Linked DNA regions of Anas platyrhynchos: region 1 is linked to region 2. The links are chromatin contacts, called in public Hi-C maps. All regions are on one chromosome and are shown on one strand. The core of a region is the stretch at or near the end of the contact, and the rest is flanking DNA. Distances in the headings are between cores, read along the strand shown.

What was found. A called contact is a pair of places that touch in the nucleus more often than the background predicts.
Region 1: a Hi-C map of liver shows a contact between it and region 2, with 2.2 times the contacts expected there. The contact joins the promoter of LOC101803973 here to the enhancer-like site in region 2. A contact is called at or near these places in 4 of 8 Hi-C or Micro-C datasets (liver, skeletal muscle and subcutaneous adipose tissue).

Annotation. Positions count from the first base shown.
Region 1 is chr28:1,512,873-1,516,774 of IASCAAS_PekinDuck_T2T, forward strand. It overlaps LOC101803973 (G protein-activated inward rectifier potassium channel 1), which reads left to right and starts at 1,365. Exons shown (of 3, transcript XM_013100562.5): 1 at 1,365-3,902. The coding sequence starts at 3,765. It overlaps MPP3 (MAGUK p55 scaffold protein 3), which reads right to left and starts at 924. Exons shown (of 19, transcript XM_038168760.2): 1 at 768-924.
Region 2 is chr28:1,382,676-1,386,587 of IASCAAS_PekinDuck_T2T, forward strand. DHX8 (DEAH-box helicase 8) reads left to right here. Exons shown (of 23, transcript XM_005026111.5): 21 at 147-343; 22 at 491-670; 23 at 1,196-2,680. The coding sequence ends at 1,415. Among named protein-coding and RNA genes, the nearest start is that of DHX8, 13 kb to the left of the region's middle. Within about 2 kb of position 2,111, at least 3 of the 8 cell types and tissues checked have an H3K27ac peak or open chromatin away from gene starts, as enhancers often do. A contact at or near this core is called in subcutaneous adipose tissue, where this site is marked.

The DNA.
Region 1 (3,902 bases), core at 115-2,614, 130 kb after region 2:
GATATACTTCGTCATGCCCCCATTACCTCAGAAAATAGACCTACTGCAGTTCACAGCCTACATAAATTGTCTGTAACCCAGATCTATTGATCAAAGCCTTCATAAAGCTTCCATAACCCAGATATACCACAGCAGTAAAAGCCCATTTCCGAAAGCGGGGACACTTTAACATCTTCCCAGAAACTACCCTAGTGATGAGGAGGCCAGGAAAGGCACCTGCACACCGAGAAGCTCGTAGGTGATGGCTACTATGTGGATTTTCTCTTCCCCTTGCCTTTGTGCCCACCGAGTGTCAGGGGCTGACCGAGCCAGCCTTTCAGCTGCCTCTTCGCCCACCTCAGCACTAGCAGAGGGACTGCTCCGACAGCTGAGAGAAGCAGGGAACCCTCACAGGGGCTTTTCCACAGCGGCTCAGCGATAACCTGAGGGCAGGCAGGCGGCTCGGCTGCCCCGGCACCGCTCCCCGAGGCTCCCGGGCACGGAGCGAGGCAGCTCCCGCACACCCACAGCGGGGGTTTGAGGCGGTGCAGCTCCGGAACCGCTTCACCGGCCACGAAGCCGAAACTCTGCGAGGGGCTCTGGGACCCCGTCTCCGCCTCCCGCGAGCCCTCTCCCTCAGGCGGAGCTCGCCCGAGGAACCCCGGCGGCTCCGTGCAGCGGAGGCCGCGTCAGAGCCCGGCCCGGCCCCAAAATGGCGCCGCCCCGCTCCCCTCAGCGGGCACCGAGCGGCGCTCCGGGAGCGGTGCTGCCGCCCGGGCGACCGTTACCTGCGGCTGCGGGCCCGAGCCCGGGCCCGGAGCGGTGCTGGCTGCCTGCCCGCCCCGGCGGAGCGGTTCCCCCGGTGCCCGCCTCCCTGTAGCCCGCTGCGAGCCTCGCTCATGCGCCCCTAGAGCCGGTTACGCGCCGCCTCCCGCCCTCATTCCCTCCCCCGAGCTGCCCGGGGCTGGGCGGGCGACAACGGTGGGGTCCGGGGTGGTTGTGAGGTGGCGGCGTGCCCGGGGGGGATCTCCCCAAGATCTCCAGGTGGGTCCGGGCCGGAGCTGCTCCCCTGCCCGGTGTCCCACAGGCTCCAGAGCCGCCCTTTCCCAAAGCACCCCCAGGGAGCGATGGCACCGAGATGCCACCTCAGCCCCCGGCCAGCCCCTGCCACATGTGGCAGCTGCGGCGTGTGGAGGCTTGGAGGAGCCGGCAGTGGCTTTCTGGATTGTTTCTTCACGGGGGGAGGTTAATGTGGAATTGGAGCACACATGAAAATACTTCAGGATAAATTGGGGGATGTTTGGTGGCCAGGCATCAAGGGAGCAGCCAGATTCTTCTTTCAACAGAAACACAAGCCCTCCTGTTTTGAAAGGCCAGCATGTTAGCAATGGGTATTCAAGCCCCAGTACACATCCTTTGGAAAATAGAACAGAATAGGTCACTTCCAATTGAACTACAATGATGATCGAGTCCAACTGCCAGAGCACCTCAGGGCTACCCAAAAGTTCAAGTATATGAATGAGGGCATTGTCCAAACATCTCTCAAACGCTGACAAGCAGCTCTCTAGACAGCCTATTCCAGTGTTTAACAACACTCATCATAAAGAAATGTTTCCTCATGTCCATCCTGAGCCTTCCCTGGTGCAGCTTTGTGCTGTCCCCATGCACACCACCGTTGGTTCACAGGGAGCCCAAGTTGGCATCTCCCTCTCTGTTTCCCCTCAGGAAGCTGCTGAGAGCAACGAGGTCACCTCTCAGCCTCCTTTTCCCCAGATTGTATTATCCCAAGACACAACTCTGCGTGTCACTGCTAGTCTTGTATTTTGTCTACAAATTCCATCCATTCTGGGACTAAGCAATATGAGTTTGTCCAGGAAGACCCAGGCTTCTGCCTTCTACCTGGCGTTATGAAGAACATCTATTGGAGCTGAAGGTCAGGATGGATCCCCACGTATGGGGAACGTGTATGGTTGCACAACCTGAGAAGGGGGAACAGAAGAGGGAAAGCAGAGGAATGTGCTGCCCTGATGGGCATACACAGTATCGTGTGCTTGAACAAAAGAGCATCAGGTTGGCCCATGACTGAAGATGGTATCTACAGGCAAGCAGTATGGGTTTTCTGCTAATTAACCTCAAACACACCCTGAGGTACTCTTTGCACAGTAATCTTGCTGTTTTGGAACGCAGCCTCACCACTGTGTGTAGCAGTAACACTGCTACCTGTAGTGGTAAACAGAGAGTCATAATGAGCTTATTACTGTTTGGATAGGCTAACAAGTGCCAGATTTGTACAGCGCAAGCAGACAGTTTGCTGAATGGTGCATTTCCCTGGCAAGTTGAAGATTTATCTTCAAGGGAATTGAAACCGTACTCTTCTACCCTGGGTGAACACTTGAAACACAGCACCCATTTCATCTTCAAAAGCCTGAAAGTATCCAGACCTGGCAGTGACCGAGGCAGGAATTTTTAAAGACCTAAGTTTCAACTTTGGTACCTGTGGCCTTTCATGAACGTAACCCAAAATCTCTAAACTCCATCTACTTAAGCTGAGCCTAGTTAAGATGGGATTTGTGCCACTAACAGCAGATAAATATTGTCCCTTTCCCATATACTTGTATTCCTATTTTCAATGTAGCACACAAAGAATGAGGAAAAGTGAAAGAATGGATGAGAACGAAGTGTTAAATCCACAATATCTTAAGAATCATTAAACCAGTAAGGCTGACATGTTTAGTTCTTTCAGATTATTCTGGAAACAATACCATTAAAAATTAACAGTATTAATTAAAAATTTAAAACATCCAAAATTAAACTTTGGGCAGACTGATAGTTTATTCAGTTCTCAGTCTAGAACTGAAGCAACACACCATCAGCCGTTGTTACAGACTGTTTTCTAAAAATGTCATTAACTGCAGGCCACTACTTTGTAATGAAGATGATTTGCTGAAAATCAGGTGTTGAAATGAGTGACCTGAATAATAATACTGTTCTTATATAACTGAGAATTAAATTCAAATACTGATTACGTTTCAGAAAGAAACATTACAAATATTAATATGGCAGGCACAAAAGTCACTAGCCTAGCCCTATGCAGAGCTTCTAATGCAAGTAATAATTACCATTGCTGATTTCAGACCTTTTCTGTCCATTAATAAAAAAAACAAGAGCTGCATTAAAATCACTTAAGCTTCTAGGGAGCTGTCTTTCAAGCAGCTTCTCTGCTAGCTGGACCGTAAGCATAACTCCCAGACATAATCACAGTCTAATTCTGATAGACTTGCCTGTGTTTGCTCAGAATACTTATTTTCTTTGAAATGCAGGCTGAGGATTAGCATGCTCGCATCCCTTTAAAAGCTGACCTATTTCAGGAATTCCTTTTAAAATCCCTGGCGCTGCTGGCAGCACGGCCTCTCTCGGCGGATGCCTCGCTGCCGCTCCCATCATTATTCTCACTCCGCTACCGGGGTGCTACAGTGAGCCGAGATTTGGGCAGAGCGACGAGCGAGGTGCTGGCTGCGAGCAGCTTGGACCAAACCACAGCAGCCAGCTCCTGGCCAGCCTGGGAGCGACGCTCAGCACCCCGTTGTCTACGGGCAACACCGCGCTGACCACCGGACCCCACAGGCCTCAGCGAGCCAGCCCCCGGCCACCGGCAGCGAGCTCCGCTCCGCCCCGCTGCCGCCCACCGCTTCGGCTCTCCCGCTGGCTGCGCAGCCTCGCCGGCTGGCTGCAGCTCCGTGGGGATCCTTGCACTCCCCCCGTGGCCCACCGAAGGGCTCAGCGGCATGGCTGCGGTGCGCAGGAAGTTTGGGGATGAGTACCAGGCGGTGGGCCCAGGCGGCGGTGGTGCCCGCAGAGAGCGGCAGCGCTTCGTGGACAAGAACGGGCGCTGCAACGTGCAGCACGGCAACCTGGGCGGCGAG
Region 2 (3,912 bases), core at 861-3,360:
GTAATCCTTAGTAATTCACCACTCAATTTTGTGTCATCTTCCCTGTTTTATATCATCTGTTTCTGGGTAGACTTAAAAAAGTACGGTATGGGTGATGAGGAGTCAGTGTCTGTTGGTATCTGATGGATGCATACTTTGTGTGTTAGGATAAACAAGCACTTGCTGATCAAAAGAAAGCCAAGTTCCACCAGACGGAAGGAGACCACCTCACTCTGCTGGCTGTCTACAATTCCTGGAAGAACAATAAGTTTTCAAATCCCTGGTGCTATGAAAATTTTATCCAAGCCCGGTCCTTACGCAGGGCACAGGACATCCGCAAGCAGATGTTGGGCATTATGGACAGGTGAGCACATCCGAAAGGATGAGTACTGACTGTTTTCTTAGTGTTCTTACACCATAGTAGCTAAACAAAATGCATTAGTCTGTTAGTAGCTCTACCTGAATATGGAGAACTCTATTTTTTTTTTTCTCCCTAATTCTTCTCTGGCAGACACAAGCTGGATGTGGTGTCCTGTGGCAAGGCAACGGTTCGAGTCCAGAAGGCCATCTGCAGCGGTTTCTTCAGAAATGCTGCAAAGAAGGATCCCCAGGAGGGTTATCGGACACTCATTGATCAACAGGTGGTCTATATCCACCCATCCAGTGCTCTCTTCAACAGACAGCCCGAATGGTAAGGAAGGGCTTGTTACATAATTCTGTTTCAGTTCAGACTTTCTAACTGAGAAGCTGATGGTGTGCACTATTTGTAGAATACAGCTTGAAGTATAGGCTGCTGACTTCTCAGCAAGGAGCAGAGTGAGAAAAGTTTCAAGTCTGCTTTTGGCTCTTTCTGCTGCAAAAATCTGTGCCTGTGCAGATGTGAGACTTACTTTTCAAACCAAGGCTGGGACTGAAGCCTTGTGATTGTGTTCCTGTCTTGTGGAATGGAGTTTCAGTGTTGAAATGCTGAGGGAGAGAATGAATCGTTTTAAACAGAAGAGAGCAGCTTTATGCTGAAGAGTAGGTGTGAGGTAGGAGAGGAAAAAGATGATGACTTCTGGATGGTTCTTATATAGCCTGCATCAGAGCTTATAAAGAGTCTTATGCTGAAAGAGGGAAGAATCAGAGATAAAAGGGTGAGCTTAGATACTGCAGCACTTGCCGTGCCTCTTCTTGTTTGGAAATACTAATATCCCAAGTTGCTCTCTTCTCACAGGGTGGTGTATCATGAGCTAGTGCTGACCACCAAGGAGTACATGCGTGAAGTGACAACTATTGACCCACGCTGGCTGGTGGAATTTGCACCAGCATTCTTCAAGGTTTCTGATCCAACCAAACTGAGCAAACAGAAAAAGCAGCAGCGGCTTGAACCCCTCTACAACCGCTACGAGGAGCCCAACGCTTGGAGGATATCACGTGCATTCAGACGGCGATGAGCCTAGTTCCCCCCTAGACTGTTACTGGTTTTACATTTGTCATTTTGCAGTGTTGAGTGTCCTTTTGGGACTCTTGCACTTCAAGCTTACCTACAAAATGAAAAGTATTTTCAGAGCAGAAGCACAAGGGGGCGATGCTTGCTCATGTCAGTTGCCCCTCAGATTCTACAGCTGCATGACAAATGTCCTGGGACTCCTCAATGTATTGCATCATTTCAGGAATGGTTCTTGAAACACTTTTTTAGTCATTCTCCTTTTTTAGAGAGAAAATCTTAAGACTCAGAAATCTGGGCACTGAGCAGAACAACAACAAAAAGACGGTGATTAAGAAACAGTCGTTCACCAACCTAACCGCTCTGAATGACCAAATAAAAATTTGTTTCTTTACCCTGCTAAAAGGGATTTATTTCAATTTATGCTCTTGGACAGTGGCAGTTTTCTGGGAGGTGCTTATCCTCAGTTTTTCCTATTTTATGCATTTTTCTGGTCACTGTAACTATTTGTCTCTTACGCAAGCCATCTGCAGTGAGGTATTTAGTATCTGTGGCTTTGGAATAATACAAGAAAGATCCCTTGAAACCCGGCTAGAATGTCTGTTATACTTGGACAATGGCACAGGTCAGACTGTAAGCCTTATCCTTCATCACCATCTCCTGTGTGCTGAAGGCTAGTATATCAAATGGTAATTAACCACATCCACTCTGCAGCACGGCTCTGTCTATGAACATAAGTGCTTACAGATGTTTAGACTTTCTCTACAATGTGTCATGTGTTCTATTTCCACTTACAATGCTTGGTGACATCACAACTGTTGTGTGTTTTTTTTTTTTAATAGAATGTTCTCTTACAGCTGAAATGTCTGTAAAACACAGTGTAACAGTTCCCTCTTGAAAAATGGATTTGACGATCCAGTGTGTTTTATGTCATGCTGAAGCTATCTGTAAATTATTTTTTTCTGTTGCAAACAGATGAAAATTATTTGACTCCATTATTTGACTTTTTTTTTTAAATTCTTTTTTTCCCCAAATCTGGGACATTGTTAAAGTTGTTAATGAAATGAGTAGAATGAACTTGGCAGGTTGTCTTCTACTCTACTTTGAAGAATGTTTCTCACTGCTAAGTAGATATATTGGAACTCTGTATCTATGTACAAAGGTGGGCAAGGTTGCTGTATATAGTGTTTTATTATGTTGTATAAATACCCTGAGCTTTACCTTGGTGTTACATCTTTATAAAAAGTTAAATAGAATTAGAAACTTTGCAGGGTTTGAGACTCTTTAATTATGTCACTGTGTGAACATTCTTCCAAGCACATTTTCCTTCTAGGAGCTCTGCAGCTGCTTCTGTTACTGTTTCCATGAAACTTTGCAGTTAATTTTCAAAAACCAAATGAGGTATGTGAAAGAGAAAATGCAAATAGTGAGAGTCCCAGTTGGACAGCATATTTTGGGGTATTTCTGTTCCAAATTAATTTGATTTTTGCTTTTCTTGTGTAGCCTCTTTCTCACCTCATGGTATGGCAAAATGCATCAACAGTTTCTTTGTTTTTGACAATTAGTTTGTTGATAACATCTTTTAATTCATTTGCAGAAAGTCTATGTGGATCTCAGCTGCTTCCTCTGGGAACCCCCCACAACCAAAACTGATAATTTTTTTTTAAAATAGGTTTTACCCACCTATTACATTCTGAAGCTTTTAAGCTTAACATGCTAATTACTGTTGATGTGATTCTTTTTGGTTGGTTTATCTTGTATAATGGTAAAAAGATTCAGAAAACCTCAAAATACACGATGTCATCCCAGCACAAAACCACAGGCATAATGCTTTCTTCTAGCAGTACTTGCATCAGCTGACTGCGTGTTTTAGCCCCTTGCTGGGAGAAAGTGTTTCTTGAGCAATGCTGGATGAGACGCTTGTATGAGCGCTTACCATCTGCCCCTGTCGAAATGGACTGGGTTATCTTAAAAAGTATGAGCTGTAGATTTTCTGGCTCGTTTTCACTGTCCTGAGTTAGCGAACGAGAACTGATAACAAAAGTTTCTTATCTAAAGCCAAAAATTCTGCTGGCAGGGGCCATGAGTCTAGCGTGGGATGTTTTTTTGGAGGTGTTATGTCAGCATAAGTGCTAAAAATTTCCTGGGTAATAGAAGTGTGTATGTGCATGCAATTCCTGCACGTGTCCCTTTGTCAGCTCTAAGTGGCCTTGCCATTAGCAGCTCTTTTGCTGGGGGGCTTGGAAATTTCTCTAAACATGGCAGGAGGGGATGTGCTCGCCAGCGACAGCAGCAGCCACCGCCCCTGCAAGGTCCTCCAGCTCCTGGTAATATTTGGTTAAGGTGCTGAAAAGAGACTTGAGCTGCAATTACGGGGGAAAGCTTTAGCTGCTAGATAAATTAGGGTTTATCTTATACCTGCTGGCAGAGAACAAGCTAGCAGGAAATTAGCTACAGGTAAACAGAGGGAGGGAGTAGCTAAGGAAGAAATTAAGGACCATAAC